2 separate regions of the Mus musculus genome follow, and region 1 is linked to region 2. Evidence: chromatin contacts called from public Hi-C data. All regions are on one chromosome and are shown on one strand. The core of a region is the stretch at or near the end of the contact, and the rest is flanking DNA. Distances in the headings are between cores, read along the strand shown.

The links. Hi-C and Micro-C count contacts between places; a contact is called where the count stands out from the background.
Region 1: a contact with region 2 is called in a Hi-C map of bone marrow-derived macrophages, with 28 read pairs. The contact joins two enhancer-like sites. A contact is called at or near these places in 2 of 484 Hi-C or Micro-C datasets (bone marrow-derived macrophages and granulocyte-monocyte progenitors), 1 of 115 datasets of contacts at active chromatin or transcription factors (bone marrow-derived macrophages) and 1 of 9 other capture datasets (adipose tissue).

What each region holds. Positions count from the first base shown.
Region 1 is chr6:50,141,464-50,148,211 of GRCm38.p6, reverse strand. It overlaps Mpp6 (membrane protein, palmitoylated 6 (MAGUK p55 subfamily member 6)), which reads right to left. Exons shown (of 13, transcript NM_019939.2): 2 at 4,428-4,493; 3 at 2,320-2,438. The coding sequence starts at 2,436. Among named protein-coding and RNA genes, the nearest start is that of Mpp6, 35 kb to the right of the region's middle. Within about 2 kb of position 3,416, at least 10 of the 459 cell types and tissues checked have an H3K27ac peak or open chromatin away from gene starts, as enhancers often do. A contact at or near this core is called in bone marrow-derived macrophages, where this site is marked.
Region 2 is chr6:50,286,901-50,293,477 of GRCm38.p6, reverse strand. It overlaps Osbpl3 (oxysterol binding protein-like 3), which reads left to right. Exons shown (of 24, transcript NM_001347213.1): 24 at 1-151. Among named protein-coding and RNA genes, the nearest start is that of Gsdme, 28 kb to the right of the region's middle. Within about 2 kb of position 1,572, at least 43 of the 459 cell types and tissues checked have an H3K27ac peak or open chromatin away from gene starts, as enhancers often do. A contact at or near this core is called in bone marrow-derived macrophages, where this site is marked.

The sequences.
Region 1 (6,748 bases), core at 2,167-4,666, 150 kb after region 2:
GGCCAGGAGACAGAGACCAAGAGCCCATGTAGCCAAAATGGCTGAGTTATATAAATGAAATGCAGGCAGAAGAGAAGGGAGCTCGGGGGTCAGAGGCTTAGGATAAGTGTCAAGGTATGCCAGCTGGAATGGTTCTGTGACACATACCTGTGATGCTGACAGATGCTGGGAGAACCTGGTAGCCACAATACACTTTGCTGTGTTCAACAGGCACCTCAGTAACCCATTTATCCTGGGTTTAATCTAACACTCATCTATTTTCAAGTACTTAGCACATTAAAGCCATTTCTACTTTCTCCCTATCTTTGTCTGGGATAAAAAGTACACACATATTAGATCTTGTGTGTATCTCACATCTCTGTTCTATATTTTGATTTGACTTTGAGTTTCACCTGGGATTTTTCTGTTCATCTATTTGCAAAATTGGCAATTCTTTCCTTCTGTATTTAGTCTCCTAATATTTATATCCATCAAATGAGATGATTTCAAATACTGTATTTGAGAGTTAACATGTCAATTAGATTTGTGTTTCTTTTCAATTTCTTACTTGTTATGATAGTACCAGATGCTGTAACTGACCTTCTCAGAAGCTCCCTTCTCACCTGGCAAGTCTTTACGTGTAGGAGTATTTACCACTAGTTTTATTTATTAAAAGTCTTCTTGAATGTTGGATATTATTGATTCTGTTTTTTCATCTTTTGTGGACCTATACTGTGTGTGAAAGAGATAAACAGACAAGAAAGAGAGCGATACACCCACTATGCCATAGAGGAAGTGCAGGAACCACCTAGGATACCAGTCCTGGCCTTTCACCTTGCTTGGAACAGAGTCTCTCTGGTTTTTGCTGCTTCTTATGCCAGGGCCATAGGCCAACAAGCTTTGAGGATTTATGACTTTATTGCCTATCTCTCCACAGAAGCACTGGGAATGAACACACACATGTGCCTTACACACACACACACACACACACACACACACACACACAGAGGCTTTAGGTGGGATCTGAGGATTTGAATTCAGGTTCTCACACTGGCACAGCACTTCACCCTCCTGTGTTATCTGCCCAGTATTTTTAATCAAAGAGAGTATAGCTGCTCCTAATATGTACAACAGTAAACTAACCACTTCAACTGCTAAGAGTAGTGACCTGATAATCCCCTGAGAGCCCATCATAGGTGACACAAACCAACCCATTTTTCACTTACAGAAGTTGTTGAGAATAAATACACATAAACACTAGCACCCAATGTTGACCTAAATAGAGCAGGGAAGTTAAAAGGCAAGGTTAGAATACCTGTCCTAACCCTTATCTCTGTCATTTACTCTAATGTATGTTAAAGACCTTTGGAAACTACAAGCGTGCTGTAAAATGTCTTACATGTTATTAAAATTTCTAAATCTACCTAAAAGATTTAAATGTGAGATTAAGGACAATAAAAAGTGGCAATCAACAATGTAAGATCAAGGGAAGAGTAAAAGGCCTGCTGACAACAGGAGCCCAAGGCAAACCCTTTATAGGTGGGCCTAAATACCCTCCTTACTTCAACAGGCCTAAGCTGACCTCAAGACAGTAAGCCATAGGGCATGCTGAATGCTGAAGTACACACTCTCCTGGATATCATCAAAACACAGCAATATTAAGTATATATATTATGAAAATGACTTTTACCACATGACCTCATCATGTGAAGAATGAGCCACATTAATTCATTTTTACCAGTAGATAAGGTATGGTTTTAGAAGCCTTAAAACACAAAAAGAGATGAAAAATGAAAGCAAAACCAAACAACCCCACATAGGTGAGAGCAGCACTCTAGCAGTACAAAGCAAAGAGGAGAAGGTGGATCCCCATAGCAGAGCCACTGGGGACCATCAGCCTGGCTCACTGGAAGCAAAAACACTGAGAGCCACTCTGAGCATGGGGCAGCAGGTGTGAAACAGGCAAGAAACACACTGAGCTTCCTCTATGCTCAAAGCAAATATCAGGAAGTTGTAAGTGAAATCAAACAAAACCATGAATATGGTTGTAAAAAGTGAGTAATTTTGCTCCCAAGTTGATTAAGAAAATACATTTAAAATATCAGGATTATGCAAGAAAAATCTAAACTTTAAGGTAATGGGACAAAAGCTGAGAGTTATTTGTCTCCACAGGTAGAATAAAAAGGCAGTAAACCTTATCTTTGCATCTCATGGGACAAGTGTCATTTGCTAACTATGCAGAAAGGTATATCAACTCAATTCCAAAACGGGGACCACTAAAAGATTTCCATAAAAGCATTTTCAAAGCCATTCAATAATCTTATGAATAAACTAGTATACCTTAGCAAGTGACTTCACAATAGGATTCTCCATAATCCCCTTGAGGAAAATTAGGTCTATCTCCTCTGCTCCTGTAGATGAGGGCAGCTCTGTAAGGTTTTCCAAAACTTGCTGCATTTCTGATGAGATAAAAGCCAGATAAGAAATTAGTGAATACATGAGTAAAGGAAAACCCAAATAGAAATCAGGCAATCACACTGTAATTAAAATATGCCAATCAACGGCTACTTCATTTTGAGAATTTCCAGAGTGACTATACATCAGAGCAATACAGAAAAATCAATACTTTCCCTAAATAGAGTGATAGCCACTTAAAGGTAAAGTAAGACGTTCAGATATGAGGAAATCATAAAATTATACTACATAAGTCATTTCAAATATATTGAAGACAAATTTTGTACTAAGAATCACTAATATAAAAGAATACGACAATACTTTTCAAATTCTTAAGAAAGGAAAAGTGGATATTCCAATAGGATTTAAGTTACAAAATATACTAAAATAGAAAATGTAGAAAACTAAAAGTTACATTTAAAAATATATGAGGTTTCCTGAGCTGTCAACCACAAGACACTAGAAAGTATGTAGCATCATTACAGCAACATAAAAATATTTAAACTAAGTTCCTAAATGAAATTCAATACACAAAAAGATGACAACATAGATTGACAACATTTTTACTGTTTTTATTCCTTTCAAGATTCCTATTAGAAGACCAGCAAAGTATCTGAGTTAAAAAGGAGGAAGAGGAAGAAGAGGGGGAGGAGGAAGAGGAGAAAACAAATAGCTAGGGAGAAAGCATGAGACTAACAAACACATCCAAGCTTGGAGACTGTAGAAGCAGAAACTTAGACAAAAGAATGAGCCAATCCCACCCTTCAATTATTTCAGCAATCTATCCATTTGTTCCCTTCTACCTGGCTATAGTCATATCTTGACTAGACCATCAATGCAGCCTAGCTATAACTGATAGCTTCCTCTTACTGTCAAAAATACTTGAGACAAGCTACTTAAAAGAGAAAATGGCTATTTGACTCACAGTTTTGAAGTTTCCACATTGGACTGATTGACTCATTGCCTTGGGCCAGTAATGGCACACCATAGCAGAAGCCCATGGCAGGGCAGAGCTGTTTACTTCATAGCCAGGGCAAGAGAAAGAGACCAAGGTACCTACCAGAACTTTTGAGCGCATGCCTCAATAAAAATCTCCTATGAGGCCCTACTTCTTAAAGGTTTTGCTACCTCCCAACAGCATCATGTGTTGGGAACTTTTGGGAGGGTCATTACAGATCCAAACTATGGTAATGACCCATAAGGAAGTAATTTAAATGTAAATTTTAAGGCTTTTAAGCCTTTTAATACATTGCTGGATTCAATCTACATACAGCCACCTTTATAGCTTTAACCACCCAATCCTTCCTTAGTCTTGAGACAAATCCTCTCCTCTTTACCACCATTTGTATAAGACCACTTTGATCACCTTTGCACAGCTAATTCATACTCATCTTGCGGAAGCAAATTTTCAACCTCACTGGCTGCTACAATTAGAATTAGTCTTCTCTCTCTCTCTCTCTCTCTCTCTCTCTCTCTTTCTCTTCATCCATCCATAGTACTTTACAATTCAGCCAAACACATATAATACTGTGACTTTATTCAAAACAGTTTCCTGTTAAATTCTGAGAAGTGCAGAAATCATGCCTGTCTTGCTCCTAGCTGAATTGCCAAGAATTAGGATTCAGTTTGGTATATCAAAGATTCTCAATAGTGTATTTTCAGTCCAAAAAAAAAAAAAAAATAGCATTTCAATGTATCTTAACCATAGTTTTCAAACTATATATTTACTCCCGTGAATTATTTACACGGTTATGGCAGAAGTGGTGTGTTTAACTGTTTATATCACTGAAGCAGAATAGCTTTTACAGAAATGTTTTCTACTGTTATCTTCTACAAATATTTTGTTATTGAAGAAAAACCTACATGTTTCCCTAAAGAGAGACAAAGATGAGGCAGACATACACAATCTTCCACAGTGTACACCTCATGGCAGTCGCCATGCTTCCTGTTCTAAGGAACCGCAAGCTGTTAGGCTTACTCTCTCATTAACTTACCGATTTCGTGTGAAGCTTTGAGGTCTTCTCATAGACTTCTTCCTGATGTTAATGTGCCTTGTGTTACTGTGAAAAGAATTTCTTAAGTTTTAGTTTTGACTGATTTTGTGTGCAACAATCTTAATCCTTTTCCTAACATTTTGCCTTGAGATTCAGCCGAGTTATCTCTATGCACCAGAACATAACGGTTCTCTTCTACCAGTGACCTCAACTAAGTAACTTTATGGAACAATTCTGAACTGAAGATCTACTTTCTCTTCATTTTCTTCCTTGTAACAGATTAACAACTTTGAGTTCATTTAGGGAATTTTAAAAATTGTATAGTCATAAAATTATTTTTATACTATAAATAAAATCTTGTATATCAACTGAGTCTGGAAACATCTAGATATCACCATCTTTAATTTTCATCATTTAACTATTTTAGTCAGATTTACCAATATGTTTAGTAATAGTTTTTCCTTGTAGATATGGTTAATCATTAATTATTCTTTATATAAGAAAACATGTTAGGACATTAAATTAACTGTAGCAAAAATTAAGAATATTCACAATTAAATGGATAAAGATTAAAAAAACAGAACAAACAAACAAAAAATCCTCATAGCAATTCATGTAAGTCTTGCCAGCAGTGAGTACTAAGCAGCTTTCGTGGCCATTTAAGGTGTGGACTGCTGCTCCCTTTCAGGTCCTTCTCTCTCTTCTAAGAACACGGAAGTCAGTCTCGCCACCACGGCAGCTCTGCTTCTCTATGTACATCATATGTGGTTGAGGTACAGCAACACTGTAGACTTCCCTAATCACCATGCATCCTAAAGCAACACATAGACTTCATTTTCTAAAAGATGCATTTACTGTATATGTGTGACTGTCTTCCTATGCACCACATATGTGCACCACATAAGTGGCTGGTGCCTGTTGAGGACAGAAGGCAGCGTTGGATCCTTGGATTTGAGAGTTATGGGTCGTTGTGGGCCACCATAGGTTAGGTGCTGGAAACTCATTCCTCTGCAAGAGCAACTGATGCTCTGAAACCACAGGACCCCTCTTCAGCCCGGATACTTCATCTGTAGAGATGCTGAAGATTTTTGCATGCATGAAGTAACAATACTTTAATATGAAGATTATCTAAACATACTATTTAACCAATTTCTATGAAACATTTACGTTGTTTCCAACTATTTATGTTATTGTGATTGTTGTGTGGTTTTATGAGTACTCTATAGGTAAAATTTCTGGTCGTAAGATTTCTATATCAGAGACTATTTTTTATCAGTATGGTTATAAATTGGTATTTTGAAGAAATAATACCAACTTACAATATGCTTTGCAGTCATTTATCTTTTAAAGGTCTCTAAATTTTAAGTGTGCTACATATACAAAGTATATACTTTGATATATATTGCAAGACTATAAGAATATTAAGATAGTGAACATATTCATCTTTCAGATAAAACAGAAAGATGGCCCCTTTTTGATGCTTCCTGCCCCGAAGCTTGCATCTCTTTCCCCAGTGTACATAAGCCTCCACTGCTCTACACTATTTACAAGCTTGCTTACTTTAAAATTCTGATATATTCCAGCACTCACTGCATATTCTCTAACTATAATTATCAAAACCTACCATACATCTAATAGGATCTATCTAGTGATTAAGTTTAGATCTTCTAGCCCCTCACTGCCCAGTTGATCTACTTTGTATTCCACGTGGTTTATTAAAGCCCCTTGCTATTACTGTACATTGATGTCATTTCCTTGTCTCTCCTGTAATCCTTTCATAAAGCTGGTTGATATGTCACTTGGTACACAGGATGTTATCCTGTATGAAAAGATGTACCCTTCCATTTTCTCTTTCTTTTCGATGGGTTTGGGGCGGGGGTGCTTTTTGTTTGTTTTAAAAGCTGTAACCAAAAATTGCTATCTACTCAAAGATGGTCTTCAACCCTTGATTCCTCAGCCTCTGTCTGCATGCTGGGGTCACAAGCATGTGGCGTCACACCCAGCTCCCTATTCACCCCTCATGCTGTGTCTTACTTTGCTAAGTGTCAGTGTCCTGCCCCTGCCCTTTGCCTACACTGGCCTGTTTCCTTTAACTATCCCAGGTGTACTGGCTAGTTTTGTGTCAACTTGACACAGCTGGAGTTTTCACAGAGAAAGGAGCTTCAGTTGGGGAAATGCCTCCATGAGATCCAACTGTAAGGCATTTTCTCAATTAGTAATCAAGTGGGAAAGGCCCCTTGTGGGTGGGACCATCTCTGGGCTGGTAGTCTTGGTTCTATAAGAGAGCAGGCTGAGCAAGCCAGGTGAGGCAAGCCAGTAAA
Region 2 (6,577 bases), core at 323-2,822:
GATACTTGTAAATCTTCTATTTAACCATTTGTAAAATCTAAATCATACCCCACTCCCCACTCCCATTTCGATTCTCCAGCGGCTCCTTTTAGTTTGTTGTCTTGCCCTACTGTGTAGCTCACTGACTGAGAATAAAGAATACAGCAAAGGCTGCCTTTGTCTTTGTTTTTCCTGGCTGTGTGTAGCTGTGGTTGACGGAAAGGCAGCAAGATGCTGGCTAGAGTCTGTCTAGAAGAACATAGCTGCTCACCTAAAGTGATGCACACTGAGACAGTGACTTGGGAAGACCTGGGTTGCTGTAGTCTTCTTCCTGGCATTTCCCAGCATTCTCAGCTCTAGGAATAGGCACTAGAAGCCAAAGGATCCCCTACTCCACCCACCTTACTATGCTATGGAAATACTATTTCCTCTGTGTCAGAACATGAAATGGAAGAGTGCTAATTGATTATGCCTGTGTAGTCATACAAATCGTGACTGACCTATGCACGTCCCTCTCTAAGGTGCGTCCCTGAGCATCCAGTGAACTCCATTTGGTTCAAGTTGGTGTGTCCCAGCATTGTTTACAATAGAGTGGTGCTAAAGAATATCTGAAAAGCAGCCTAAGAACTTTGAAATTATTGGCCACTGTTTGCTCATGTTGGTATTAAAGCATCATGATCCAGACAACTGAGGAGACAGTTTGGATAATATACCTCAAGTTTAAATCTTCAGTCACGTTCTTACTATACCCCTGCCATTGTACTCACGGACATCAGTAATGAGCAAGCCAGGACTGTCTCCCCACCTGGCGTTCCCATAACACAGGCCAACCCAACAGATTCAAGAGAATGAGATGAAGGGCCCAGAGCAAGTGTGAAACATGGGAGATTAACAAGACAAGAAGCCCATGCTGCCTCAGTGGCAAATGGAGCTCCCAGAAAGGAGGCCCATCAGGAGTGTGGCTTTGAAGGTACATGCCACTTTGCTAGACAATCCAGAACTGGCTGGAAGAGCTGTCCCTTCCTAGGTCTCAAATCAACCATTCATGTAATGGTTTTAATGAGCTGAGAGGAGGCTCTTCTTGCTGTCATTTAAACTCAGAGACTGAGAAAGATACATTAATTAAGACTCTTTAAATTCGGTTAAGGTCCTCGGAGTAATTTACACGCACACACACACACACACACACACACACACAATTTTTCTCCGGGTATTTCAAACCTAGGCAACCCAGGGCACAGTATTGATCAGCATTTTAGCACCACCATGGGTCTGGGACACAATTGTTCTGCTGCCTAGGAACAAATTTCTTTTGATTCGGTTGCAAAGGAGTTTCACTTCTTGCCCAGGGTGGACACTACAGGTGTGTGCTTCCGTGCCCAGCTATTGCTCAGGAACTTTTTTAAAGGGCTGCACGTAAGGAGGCCCCAGCTGCTGCTGTGATGGAGTCTTGGGAGGTACATTTATGGAGCAAGGAAGAGTTCTAAACCCAGACATTTCTCTGCCTTTAGAAGCCGTGCATCTGGTGGCAAGCTAGTAAGTTAGTCACTCATCAGAGTGTGGTCAGACATTGCCCACATGGTCCACGGAGAGCGAATGGCAGTTCCTCTAAATTGGTGATGAATCTAGAGGAAGTCTGGGTCTCAGCGACAGGGAAGAGATAGGAGGGGCCTGACACCAAAAGCAAAACAACCCATCCTGCTTTGCCCAGGTCATTCTCTGTTCTATCATAGAGTCCTGTTAAGCAGGAGCTGCTGTAGGCTTAGATAAACTGAGATAACTGGTCAACCTACACTATTGAGCTGCCATATCAGCTCTGAATGTTCTACTAGAATGAGAGAGAGGGGGAGAGGGGGAGTGGGAGAGAGAGAGGGAGAGGGAGGGAGAGAGAGAGAGAGGGAGAGAGAGAGAGGGAGAGGGAGAGAGAGAGAGAGAGAGAGAGAGAGAGAGAGAGAGAGAGAGAGAGAGAGAGAGAGAGAGACTCGGGCCAGTGGTACAAAACAAAACAAGTCTTCCATTCTTACTAAGCCACTGGGATTCCTTTGATAACATCATCATGGCCTGCCTGTCACATCAGTACAAATGCCTTTGGTCCACAGATCCTATTTTTCTTGTTGCAGCCTACCATGTCTGAAATACAACCGATCTCTCAGTCTTTCTACAGCCTTAAAAAAAAAGAGGACAAGCCTTTAATCCCAGCACTTGGGAGGCAGAGACAAGTGGATTTCTGAGTTCAAGGCCAGCCTGGTCTACAGAGTGAGTTCCAGGACAGCCAGGGCTACACAGAGAAACCCTGTCTCAAAAAACAAAAATCCAAAAACAAAGCAAAAAAAGAGTCCCCTTGGTCATGATGTCTCTTCATAGCAATAAAACCGTAAGACAGAAGTTGGTACCAGGGACTGGGGTATTGCTATAATAGGCCTGACCGTGTTTTTGTTTGAAGGAATGTGGACTTGGGGACATTGGATTAGGAAAGCAGTAGAGTGCTTTCAGTGTGGCTTAATTAGCCATCCTAGTAGGAACATGGAAGTCAATGGTGCTGAGGGTGATTTGAACTTTGGCCGCCTGGCTCAAGAGGTAAGAAAGATGATGTCGTGAGTGTAGGAGATCCTTTAGGGCATCTCAGTGCTAGTGTCCTGTGAGTAAAGTCAATGGGCAACTGCAACAGCCTGACCCAAGCAGGATGACAAAGGGCACAGACCCATCAGGAATGAAGGTGTGGCTCACTTCCCCAGGAAAAGATCCAAGACCTGCATGCAGAGGATGAAGGAAATAGAGAATGGGTAGTAGAGGAAGGTAGTTATAAATACCATCTAAGCCACATGACCAGTTACAGAAGCGAGGATTATAGTTGACATGAGTACTTCTGTTGTATTTTAAGAATGTATTTATACAAATAATTGTGTTTTCTTTCAATTTCTTTAACACAAATTATCATATTTAAGTTTGAGATACCAAAATATATTCCCCAAAGGACATTGACACCTATTCCAAATTTGCAATGTGTTTGTAGTTGTACAAGTGATAGTTATATTATATTAGGCATTATTATGACCCGAGTTTTTGTTTGTGGTTGTATGAGGGATAGTTATATCATGATTATGATAGGGCTATTGTTTTCATTTGGATGTAAGAAGATATGATTGTATGTCAAGTTGCCAAGGGGCAGACTGTGATAGCTATTCTCCATGGTCACCCTGACTATATCTAGAATGAACTGCAGTCCAGACATAGAGGACACACTTGTGATCCAGATCTTGAGGCTGAAAGACAAGGGCTTTTGATTCAGATCTTGAGGTGGGATGCCATATGCTTTTCATCACACCATTAATTGACACACATCTTTAATCCAGATCTTGAGGCATAGTAGCCATGCTTATAAAGATCTATAAGTAAATGGAATTAAAGAAAAGCTTAGGTCCAGGTGTGGTGGTGGTACACACCTTTTATTCCAGCACTTGGGAGACAGAGGCATGGAGATCTCTGAATTCAAGGCCACCCTGGTCTACAGAACAAGTTTCAGAACAGTCAAACATAGGCAGTTAAGGAATCCATGGCAAACAGAAAGCTGGTGAAGATAGAATTAAACAAGGGGACATGTTCTGGCCTCAGCATGTAGCAGAACGTGGCAGCTTCAGCCACATGATTCCGTCTTTAGAATCAAGGATGGAATTTCCCTCTGATACTAAGCAAAGTTGCAGAGGCCAGGAATGTATCAGGGGTATCCCTGCATGGAGGTCCAGAGAGGCCATTGTGTTGAAAGAGGCGTTGGATCTTTCTCCACATCTAAGGAAAGCCACTGGGGCCAAATATATGGCAGGGAGTTTGCCCAGCTGGTTTTTTGGTCTTGCTTTGGTCCAGTATTTCCTCACTACACTCCCTTCCCTCCATTTTGAGATGGTAATTTACATCCTGTGCCACTGTATATTGGGAATATGTGATCTGGTTTCTTTACTTTGATTTTATAGGCGATTACAGTTAAAAGATTGCATCAATCTCAGAAGAGACTTTGAACTTTGGACCTTTAAACATTGTTGAGACTGTGATAGACTATGGGGACTTTTGAAGTTAGACTAAATGCATTTGTTATGTCTACAAGCATGTGGGGGCCAGGGAGTGGAATGTGGTGGTTTGAATAGGTATGGCCCCCATAGACTCGTGTCTGAATGCTTGACCCACAGAGTGGCACTATTGGGAGGCGAGGCATTGTTAAAATAGGTGTGACCTTGTTGGAGGAAGTGTGTCACTGTTGGGGCAGGTTTTGAGGTCTCCTATGCTCAAGTTCTGCCCAGTATAGAATCCAGTCACTTTCTGTTGCCTGTGGACCAAGATGTAGAATTATCAGTTCCTTCTCCTGCACCATGTCTGTCTGTACTCTGCCGTGCTTCCCACTGTGATGATAGTGGACTAAGCCTCTGAACCTATAAGCCGGCCACAATTAAATGTTGTGTGTTTAAGAGTTGCTTTGGTCATGATGTCTCTTCACAGCAGTAAAACCCTAACTTAGCACTCAAACACATAAAATTAAAAAAGTAAATCTTTAATGAAACAACAAACCAGAATTCCAAAGAGTCACTTCCTAAGTGGCATTTTCTGTTTCTGCTCTCTGAAGTGTCCCTGAAAGCCTGTCACTTAATCAGTGTGCCTTGGGGTCCAGATAAAGGGCCAGGCTTTGGGGCATCACAGGCACGCAAGAAGGATCATCTCTGTGGCAATTTCAGAGTGTTCACGTCTTAGCTGTTTTGTTTGATTGGTTAAAATACTTAGCATTCTTCACATGTAAGAGTTTAACCTGGGCGGAGAAACCAGCTTGGTAGAGTCCAGGAAAACTCCAGAACCCATATGCTGTTCCTGGCAGTTGTTCTTACTCATTTACCGAGTCATAAAGATGTGTGGTTGCTGTTATTGTTTGCCTCCTAAATGTCCCCCAGAGCCAGTCTTTTGAAGACTTGGTTCCTAGGCCGTACTTCTATTGGGAAGTAGTGGAACCTCTGAGAGGTGAGGCTGGTAGAGGAATTGAGTCACTGTGTTAGGCCCTTGAAGGTGATATGACGACTCAAGCCCCTCCCTGCCCCACCCCCTCCACTGTTCTTCCTGCCTCCTGGCTATTGTGAGGTGACTGCTTCCTCTGCCCCCAGCTTCCCATTCACTAGGCTCTTCAACTTCACCCCAGGTCCAAAAGTAATAAGGTGGAATGACCATAGGCTGAGACTGAAATCACAAGCCAAACCCTTTCTTCTTTTAATGTGTGCATCTCAGATATTGTGTCAAAACGGATAACTAACGCAATTACTTTTAAAAAATAGTTAAAATTTAAATAATTATAAAATCATGTAACAACACAATAAAATGGTTGGCACTCATTAGTTTTAGAAATAGACATTTTACTTTAGAAATAGACATTTTACTGGGCATGGAGATGGCGGTACATGCCTCTACAGGATAGGACGGGAGGATTGCTACGAGCTTTGAGGCCAGCCTTAGCTACATAGCAGATACTGACTCGAAGAGCCAAAATGTAAGATAAGGAACAGAAAATTTACATGCCTACTACCCCAGTGCTAGGTAACCTGAGGCAGGGAGGCACTGAACGTTCAAATCCAACCTGGAGGTGCTGGTTACTCTGTTGATTTGGACAGATGGAGTCATCTGGGAAGACTGCACATCAAGCGATGAATTTCCTCCATCAGATTGGCCTGTGGGCCATTTCCTTGACTTATAACTGGTGTGAAAGGGCCCAGCCTGGGGTGTGCGTGGTGCCATCCCAGGCAAGTGTTCTTAGGTTGTGTAAGAAAGCAAGCTGAGCAAGCTGTGGACAGCAGGCAGTGAGTAGTCAGTATTCTACTTCCGTGGTCTCTGCTTCAGTTCCTGCCCTGGCTTCCCTCAGGGATGAGTGATAAAGAGTAAGTCAAACAAACACACAAATAAGACCCTTTCTTCCCCAATCACTTTAGATCATGGAGAAATGAGCAAGACTATTGCTGTGACAACTCTAACCATGAGGTATGGGGGAGGATTGCAGAAGTATTTGGAACTTTGATTTGGAAAAGCCGTTGAGTGTGCCAAACTTAATGGGCTGTTCTGTGGGAGCTTGGAGGATTAGCGAGTTGAGGGAAATACCGTCAGCAGACGCCTGGCTTGTGATGTTTCAGAGGGAAGGAAAAACTCTCTCAGGGCTCTTCGGATGATATTCTGAATTAAGAGCATGTGGTTTCTGTTTTACTAGGGTGGGTGAATTAGCTGTGATTAACAAGACTCTGGGCCACTGAAGTGAATCTGTTGTTCCTGGGACATGTGAGGCTGGTTAGCTGGGGCCTGTGAAGTCAGCTGTAGTTAACAAGAGGCAACAGCATTGAGGTGAAGTCTTCTGGGAACTATTTCTTCAGGGTGAGCACACACTCACTGTGGTCCAGATGGACCATCTCGAGATGACGACCAGACTTGGCAGTGTATGTGAGGCTCCCACATGGCATTGGTTTTAAAGGCACAAAGGGGTTGTGGGGAGCAGCTGAGGCTTGGCACCGTGTGACAGGATTGGAGTTCCTATGGCACCATATGACAGGATTGGAGGTCTTGTGGCACCATGTGACAGGATTGG